2 separate regions of the Bactrocera dorsalis genome follow, and region 1 is linked to region 2. Evidence: chromatin contacts called from public Hi-C data. All regions are on one chromosome and are shown on one strand. The core of a region is the stretch at or near the end of the contact, and the rest is flanking DNA. Distances in the headings are between cores, read along the strand shown. Region 1 overlaps LOC105225951 (ankyrin repeat and BTB/POZ domain-containing protein 2). Region 2 holds the start of LOC105225950 (endocuticle structural glycoprotein SgAbd-2).

Region 1 (4,493 bases), core at 1,432-3,931, 52 kb after region 2:
TACAAGCTGCTTACTTTTTTATTTGTTTGTTTATTTTCGACTTTTTTGTTTATGTTTTTAGCAAACTTTTTGTTGCTTTTTCCAACGATTTTTTTGTTTTTAATTTTTTTGTTTTTTTTTTTGTTTTTTTTTTGTTAATTTTTTTTTCAACTGTCATCTGTGGACCTTCTAAGCGTACGCGGTCCACTTTAAGCCAGCCCCAGACAACATCAACTAATTACCAACTGCTTACAAAGGTTGCTGCTGTTCAGCTCGTTTATCTCCGTCTGCGCTTGTTGCTGTCAGCGCAAATTTTCTATTTCGGCTTCTCAACTTCTCTTCTTCTTTTTCTGCGATTTGCAGTTTCTGTTGATTTTGCTTAATAAAGCGCACACTCGCGCCAAACTTTGTTGTCTTTGTTGTTGTGGCGCACTTTTGGTACTAGCCAGCGTATTTATGTAACTCCGCTTTTTTGCGTTGGCTTTTGGCGAATTCTTTGGACGCACTTTAGTCGCAGCCAACAATTCATCACTCACAGCGCTGGCTTTTGGACTTCAGTTGGTGTGTAAGTAAGTCAATGTGAGCGTGTGTGGATTACGAAATAAGCACAGCCGCCTTTTCGTACGGAGTATGTAAACTATTTTTATCGCAAATATGCAATTCTTGCAGATAATTCAGTTTTGGTCGGTTGAAAATATTTGCGAAACTCAGTTTGATATCGAAATCTCAAATCACTGCCACAAGTGTGAGCAAGGTCGCTTGCAGCAGGTCTGTCTTGTGAGTGAGATGGTAAATGATTTGCTTACTTTGTTTTCATTGGCGTCGACAATTGGAGATTCAAAGTGTAGCTAAGTCCTTCACTCTCCGACTGAGTAGAGGACTTCCTCATCGACTGCTTCCCTCAGCAAATACTGCGTCGAATACTTTCAAAGTTGGAGTGTTTTCATCCATTATAGCACCGTAGAGCTGAGTTAAAATTTACGCCAAAAATATCACTTACTCCATCAAAAAAAAATTAAAACACTTCTATGTTTTATTGTTCAAGCGCGAATTCTCATAACCAACTAACTAACTTAATGAGTAATTAACTCAGTGGCGGAGGAGTATTTAATTACGTTTTTGCAGCGTTTATAAAGTGTTGACACAACCAGCTTGGGTGTGAATACCGAGCAAGGTCAACGTCACTAGAGCATTAAATTTGACTACGTGTTGTTGGACGTTCTAGAGCAAAACATTAAACATCGAAATATTAAACGAAAATATGAGCCATAAAGTCCACTTAATTATGCGCACGAAATAAATAAATTTATACACTTCTTTTTCTTCTTTATTGGGGTAAACACCGCATACCCTGCACAGTGTAAATTACAAACTGAGCGATCAGAGTCAAATTCTTGTATGGAGAAGTTTTTTATTTGAGGAGATAAGTTCGTGAAATTTGACACGATTTTTTACGAATAATAAAAGTATGACTTACAAAGAAAAATTTTCAGATCGGATCACTATAGCATATAGCTGCCATACAAATTGAACCATAAAAATCATGTTCTTGTATGGAAAACTTTTTTATTTGTAAAGATATCTTGATGAAATTTGACATGAAGTATTGAAAAAGACAATGCAACAATCTGTGCAGAAATTTTTTAGATCGGATGACTATAGCATATAGCTGCCATACAAGCTGATCGAACAAAATCAAGCTTTTGTATGGAAAACTCTTTTATTTGAAGAGACATCTTCATGAAATTTTACACAGATTATTATTAACAACAACGGTATATTTACCGAAAGAATTGTTCGGATCGGATAACTAAAATATATAGCTACCATACAAACTGAACGATCAAAATCATGTAATTGTATGAAAAACTTTTTTTCTTATAAAGATATCTTCATGAAATTTGACAACAATTATTGCCTCATGTAATTCTACAATCTCCGTTGAAATTGTTCAGATCGGATCACTATAACATATAGCTACCATACAAACTGATCGAACAAAATCAAGTTCTTGTAAGGAAAAATTTCTTGTTTGACATGGTATCTGTACGAAATTTGGAATGAGTCATTGTCCAAGGTAACGGTACAATATCCGAAGAAATTATTCAGATCGAACCACTATATCATATAGCTGCCATACAAACTGATCGAACAAAATTAAGTTTTATTTAAAAAAATCTAATATTTTTATAACAAACAACATTTGCAGTCATCTTTGCTGCCAATACTCGGTTGGCAGTACCACCAACATACATATATATACATACACACATACATAAAACGAATGAGAATCGTTTTAAAATTCAAGCATCAAAATTGCAAGCGTTCGAGCGCTGACTGAAGGTGTTTAGAGCAGCGCAATGCAACAACAAGCACAGTTTAAACAACAAATGACACGAAAACAAATGAAATGAATTGAATTCAGATTCAAATCAACACACACACACACATTCATATACAAATGCAACAGCAAGTAAACAGTTAAGTTTTAGCAACTCATCATCGGCAATGCCGTTGTGCGCTAACCACACGAAAAAAGGCGCACGCGCACGCAAATTCACACAGTCTTTAAATGTGCGCTGGAAGTGTAGAAGTGTTCAAGCGGCAACAAACCGCCAAACGAAGCCGCAGCTGCGCAGCACGCCGCGCCAGAAGGGCAGAATGCTGGTCAAGGTTAATGGTGAAAACTAATATCCGACAAGTGTTTGCCAGCGCTCAGATGATACAGCGCTAACACAGCTGTCAAGCGTTTGCGGTTGCTGGCGGTTATTTTTGTTGTTGTTGTTGCAGTGTCGTTTTGCTATTTTAGCAACTGCCGTTGCGCTTGTTAAAGCCGCAAGGCGCACAAATTTCAAGTTTTGCGCGGCAAGCTGTTGGTGGCTCTGCGGTATGAGGCACTTGAAGAGAGAGGGTTTAACTAGATTTCTGTCAAAACTAGGGATTTTATAGAAAAAAGTTATATGGCAATGTTGCAGGTAGTGAAAAGATATATAACTCTTGTATATATATTTTTACGATTTTAATATTTTTAATAAAAATTCAGTATTTTGGGGCATAAGAAGGTAAGTTTGCATCAAATTTCGTGACAGAAAAACAATTTTTGTATAAGAAAAAATTTAAAAAATTCCAAAAACTTGGTTTTATCAATTTTTCTCATAAATTTTGAGGTTATGTGAAAAAAGATATAAATAAAAAGGCCAAAAACTTATTTATATGAAATCTTTAAATAAAAATTGAGGTTATCTGAAGAAAGTCTATATACAAAACTTGTAAATCTCTTTATTACCTACAACTTTGCCATATAACTTTTTTCTAAAGGACGCGTAGTTTTGCCGAAAATCGAGATAAATCATTTTTAATACTCAAAAAATCAACCATGCCGCTTCTCTTACTTCTCCCGAGCAAAGATCGATAGTTAATTATTTTTCCTTTAATATTCGTTATTATATCTATCGTTTCCGATGGGTTTCTAATTTCTTTATTTTTTTTTTTTTATTAAAATCAAAGGCTTCAGCACTACTCCATAAAAAGATCTCCATATCTCTCACCAAAATAAATCATTTAGCATTTTTATTATTAATACCTACCAAAATTTTCCGACAGGGACCTTAGCTAAGTAAAAAATATATAATATAGCTATGTTCAGCCTAAAGGTATGCTACGATTTTCTTTCTAAGCAATGCAGCCAAAGAAATCCATAACATTTATTGTTTGTAATTGCCTACCTTTAGGCGCACAAGTCAAACACAATCCACAAGCACAAATTCCACACTCAATACACATATAACAAAGTCCATACATATGTATGTACTGTAATATATATTATATATATAGATAGATATAGTAGGTATATGCATGCAAGTGCTTTAAAAATCAATCAGACATCGCCTTGGCGGCGGCAGCGACACTCACCTACGCGGCTTCGGTCGCACGATTTCATGACTCGAATCGGTGATGCAGAGCGGACTTAATGCGCCGGCCAAGTGTTCGACACCGATGCGACCCGGGTCCCAGCTGTGACGTCCGGGCATATCGTTGTTGTTGCTATTGTTGGCGTTGTTGCTGCCACTGCCACTGCCGCTACTGCCAGCAACGACACCGCAATCTTTGTTGTTGTTGCTGTTGCTGTATGCGTCGTACTGCTTGTTCTTGCTGTGCTGGTTGTTGTGCTCGCTGTTGTTGCTGTATTGCGGTTTGCAATGTGAGACAGCAGTGTTTGCTACTGCTGCGGTCGCTGTCGCTGCGGTTGATTTTGGTTTCACGGCAATCGTTGGACGTAAATTGTAATTATTGCTGCTACCGACAATGCTGCTGTTGTTGTTGTTATTGCCACCACCAGCGCTGCGTTGCTTGCTGCTGATTGTCGTTCTTGCTGCCGGCAATGGCACTTGCTGATTGCTGGCAATAATCGTGTTGATGTTGGCGGTGTTGGCGGCTGTTGCAGGCATTCGTGCGCTGTTTGCTGCATCAGTTGCACGTACATATATAGTTAGATGGTGTGTGTTTTGGTATAG
Region 2 (5,066 bases), core at 1,056-3,555:
GGAAAATCAACCAACAAGGATTCCTATGCTAAGCTTAGACGTGGTGAAATGTGCATCGAGGACTGTGCATGAGAAAGTTCTGTGCGAATTGGACACCACGTGAGCTCACTTTTGACGTACTACAACGACGAGTTGATGATTCGGAGCAAAGTTTGGAGTTGTTCAAGCGTAATAAACTCGAGTTTTTGCGTCGACATGGTCGATATTTCACTCCAAAGTACATTCGACAGTCATCCGAGTGGATTGCACACCGTTCCGTTCAAAAGCGTGAAACAGTCGGCTGGCAAGGTCATGACGTCTGCATTTTGGAATGCGTAAGGAATAATTGTAATTGGCTCTCTCGAAAAAGGAAGGACCATCAACATTAGATAGCATTATTGGATCGTTTGAAGGACGGAATGCAAACATTCATTCACCAAGCCAAATGAAAACGATGGTAAAAATCTATTAATTCGGCGTCGGCATGCTGTATTCTCCAAACCTGAACCTCATAGGCTATTTTCTGTCCTCAGATCAGATCAAAAATTGATCTATTGAATGAAGAGGTGATCGCCGAAAAAAAGGCAAGTGTATCCTCCTTGAAGGGAACGAAAAGTACTGGAACCTCTTCTTTCTGCACTTAGCCTTAGTTCTTTCAATCCTTGCTTCTGTAAATACTGAGTCATAGCGGTCTCCTAAGAGTTTTTAAGTCTAATTAGAACATACTTTTAAGGCAAACTCTGATTTCCACCGACAGCGGGGGTTATTTTCACTGGAGATGTGGGTATTTTCTTTCCATAAAGGGAAGCTTTTCTTCCTAAATAACAAACTCAAAAAGTCTATTTTGTGTGAGGTTGTAGTCGGTGTCCAGAATGTTCTGGGCAGGTTTGCTTTGCTGAAATAGTGACAATTTCGTGTGCTTCTCCAGCCACTTTAAGAGCTTTACATTGACTCTTGGTGGAGTGGGCTCAAAACAGCAGGACGGCTATAGTGTTCTGTTAGAAACACATTCAAGTAAAGGAGTCTGCAGGAGTTCCGCTGATCACTTATGTACCTTTAGTAACCATAATATTTTTTAATTGCATTTTGAGACATTTGCATAAAAAATAAAAAAAAAATATATACAAAAACACATAAATTTGCCTTCCACGAAAATTATTGCAAATTAATTCTCAATCATTACACAATCCGCCTGCCAACACTTGACTGCCACTTACCTTGTTTAGTCACACCGTCATAAGTTCAGCGACTCTACACTCCACCAGCTGCGGTTTACCCGAAGAAATGGCGCAAAAAAATGCCATAACTCAGCAAACTGTAACACAAACACACTTGCAAACGCACGCATATGATTCTTGTACGCAACGCCGTCCTGTGCTTTCCTTTTTTCCTTGTTGTTGCTTTTGCCTTTATATTGTTTTTCTTGCTACTTGTTCGCTTGCTGACGCTGATTGCGTATGACTCTTCGGCAGCGTTGCGAGAAGACGTGCAGATGCGTCAATTACGGCACACTGAAGAGTCATTTCTCAAATTGTTTGCGATCTTTTGAAGCTTTTGTCAGTTGGAGCGATTGGAAACATGTGTAAGAAACGAAATGCGCTCTGATTTTGTTAATATTGTATAAATGAGATTTCTAATGACGTAATAATGGGTAGTCGATAAAGTCTTTTCGTATTTTTATTTTTCGGAAGCGAACGAACTGATAAAGCATCGTCTCTGTAAACTTCACAAATTTCATTGGTGGTTTGTGTGGCATTCTTCCCTTTTTTATACAAAAATTGCAAAATATAGCGTATTTCCTCATTATTTTCACTCATTTTTGAACAGCTGTAACTTTTTTTCAACTTCCCCGAATTTAATTTTTTTTTTGGTTAAATGAAGCTTAAAATCTTAGCTTTCCAACACTACATGGTATGACACAATATGATTGGTAGCACTGGAGATATACGACTGCCACGACATCTACTGACAAAATACGAAAATACTTTTTCGACTTCCCAATATATCGGTGAGTATGCCGATGAGGAAAGAAAAAACTACCTGAAACTACTAACTAGCAAAGTTGTAACGCAACTGTGAGGCGAGTTCTCATTTGCTGTTCGTTGGTGTTGTTTTATTGGTTAACTAAATCGCATTTAGTTGTAATTATTGTCAACGAAGACAACTAACGTTGAGTTCGTTCGAAAACTGGAAAGAGCATCATACTAATCTAGAAATTCAAGTGCCTGGTAATAATAAAATTATCAACCTCGATCCAGCAATTCAATGATTTTCGGTCGCCAGATATTTTTCCAAAAAATTTTGCATAACAAAGTGCCAAGAATTTCTCTCAGCGCATAATTTGGCCAAACAAAAATCAAAGTCAGTTGAAAGACTTAAAGAAGAACTGCATTTAAGCGCAATTAAGAGCTACTTAAGAGCCAAAATGGATGCTAAAAATAAAGCTTATTGCCTTATATGCCGAAGAAATTATGTATGCGCGTTCTTTTGTACTTTCTTCACACAGCAAACTGGGTATAAAAATTGTGTGAACTCGGTTCCTCAGCATATTTGTTAAGCCAGAGGCAAGCGAGCAACAACCAAGGCGTGAAACTCAAAAATGTTCCGATACGTTAGTAAAGACTTCTTCAAAAAATATACAGCATTATTTTAAATTAACACTAAATCCAAAAAATAATATTTTCCACAGCTCTCTTTTGCAGCATTGCTCGCAGTTGCGTGCGCCGCACCCGTTGACGAGCAGTTGATGGTTACCGAGCCCATTATGGAGCTGCGCGCGATGGACAATATGGGGGCGGTTGTTGTGCCAGAAATGGAAATGGAGCCACGTGTGCCCGTTATCGGCATCATGGATGCGGCACTGCAGCAATCCACCGACGGCGCTTACAATTTCCATTATCGCGGCGAGGATGGCTCGTTTCGACAGGAGAGCGCTGTAGTCATCAACCCCGGCACCGAATATCAATATCTGAAGATCAGTGGCAGCTATTCGTACTTCGACGCCAACGGCAAGGAGGTGGTGGTGCATTATAGTGCCGACGATCGCGGCTTCGTGCCCGAGGGCAATAACATAATGCCGCAGATTTCGTCGGCGGCGAAGATGAATAGCCAACTGCCGCGTGTGGTGGAGAAGCCGAGACCACAAGAGCAGCAAGTCGAGAATGTACCGAATGTTCCACATGTTTCGCAAGTTCCATATGTTTCGCAAGTACCACATGTTTCGCAAGTACCACATGTTTCCCAGGTACCAGCTATGGGCAGCGTTTGGAATGGCCAAATTATGCAGGTGTAAACGCTGAGTAGTTGTTTACTTATGTAAATTCGAATTCGGTTAAGCGATAAATTATGAAATGTACGCTTTAGGTGTGGACCTTTTTGTTTTTACTTAATTTAATTTATTTTATTTTTTTTTATTTTTTTTTCATTATTTTTTTATGTTTCTTTTTAAGTTGAGTTTAGCATCTACTTGTATTGCTGCAAATGAGAATAAAAAGACTTTTCACCACGATCGCTTGCGTTGTTCAATATCTGTTGCATACTTTTAGGCGCTGTGATCGGTAAAAACTTGGGTTTGACAGAGAACATAGAAGACTTTATCTGCTTATGGTTACTTTAGCGCTGATTTGAAATAGTTGCTAACCAAATATACTAATAACTACAGAGGCGGCTCAATGAAGGAGGTTTTGAGCCCCAAAATCCCTCTATAACAGGACTTCTTGATTTAAATTTGGAAGAATTTTAAAAATAAGTTAGAAGCAAAAAGCCCCCCATACATAAATCCGGATCAGCTACAGAACTCAAATAATAATAATCGGCAAAATATTACAGTGGCGTAACCAGAAAGGGTTTTTGGTGTCAAATCCTTGAAAAATTCAGAGATTTTAGTTCAATATTAGAAGAATTTACCAACTAGAATCAATATTAAAAATATGTTGGAAGAATGAGCCCTCTCAGAAAGAAATTCTGGATCTGAGAGGGAAGTGAGTGTCAAAACCCCCTTTAAATCGGAGATTTTAATTCAAATTTAGAAGAATTTACGAAGTCACATCAATATTAAAAATATATTGGAAGGAAAAAACCGCTAAAAAGAAATTCCGGATCAGCTACTGACTATAGAAACTCAAATAATATAATCGACTAGTCATTACAGTGGCGGAACCAAAGGGGTCGAACAATTTCAAAAAACGGAGATTTTAGTTCGAAATTAGAAGAATTTATCAAGCAAAATCACTACTAGAAATATGTTTGAAGGATAAATCCTCCCAGAGAGAAATTTTGGATCTAGGGGGCATTGAGTGTCAAAACCCCCTTAAAATTAAAGACTTTAATTGAAATTTAGAAGAATTTGGAAGTAACATCGGTATTAAAAATATGTTGGAAGAAACCCCTTCATCTATCAGAAATAAATTATGGATCCGGGGTTTTGGGGGTCACAAACCCCTTAACATCGGAGAATTTAATTCAAATATAAAAGCATTTACGAAGTAACGTCAATATTAAAAAATATATTGGAAGTAAAACTCATGCACCCCTAGAAAGAAACTCTGGGTACGCCACTGTATTACTATTAATACTCCAATAATAATAAATTCTTTTCTGGATTATTTTAATTTATTAAATCTAATAAAAATATCGGATAAACTAAATATACATACATACAACATTGTATCTAAATTTCGCTAGAAACTACAAGCAAGTCTAAGTACAAGCAATAAAGGCAGCCTAGAGAAGCTGCGTAAGCTTAAGGACACTACTAACTAAAGTATATTTGTCTTGCAAGCTACAAACAAGGTTATACACACATACATATATATTGAAAAAAAAAAAACAAAAACAAAAGAAAAAATGAAAAAGAAGACGCGCTCAAGCGCCGACTTACATTATTGTTTGAATTTTGCTTCAAGCAAGATAAAATGTCGATCATTTGTTGGGGTAATTACAGCTATGAACATATAAATATGTTTAATTCATTAAATATATAACTTTTACTATATTTTTAAACCAATATTGTAATTGTTTTGTGTTTTTTAAGCTCAAAACGTCACTTCTTCAACAGACAAGACTGGCAACGCTGCACAAACTCAGCG

The links. A called contact is a pair of places that touch in the nucleus more often than the background predicts.
Region 1: a Hi-C map of whole body shows a contact between it and region 2, with 1.7 times the contacts expected there. The contact joins the enhancer-like site here to the promoter of LOC105225950 in region 2. A contact is called at or near these places in 2 of 2 Hi-C or Micro-C datasets (both in whole body).

The regions. Positions count from the first base shown.
Region 1 is chr5:66,000,745-66,005,237 of ASM2337382v1, forward strand. It overlaps LOC105225951 (ankyrin repeat and BTB/POZ domain-containing protein 2), which reads right to left. Exons shown (of 7, transcript XM_049459045.1): 3 at 3,892-4,493. The coding sequence starts at 4,427. Among protein-coding and RNA genes, the nearest start is that of LOC105225950, 52 kb to the left of the region's middle. Within about 2 kb of position 2,682, the one cell type or tissue checked has open chromatin away from gene starts, as enhancers often do.
Region 2 is chr5:65,948,811-65,953,876 of ASM2337382v1, forward strand. It overlaps LOC105225950 (endocuticle structural glycoprotein SgAbd-2), which reads left to right and starts at 2,306. Exons shown (of 2, transcript XM_011204635.3): 1 at 2,306-2,590; 2 at 2,669-3,583. The coding sequence starts at 2,579. The coding sequence ends at 3,271. It overlaps LOC105225951 (ankyrin repeat and BTB/POZ domain-containing protein 2), which reads right to left. Exons shown (of 7, transcript XM_049459045.1): 7 at 4,569-5,066.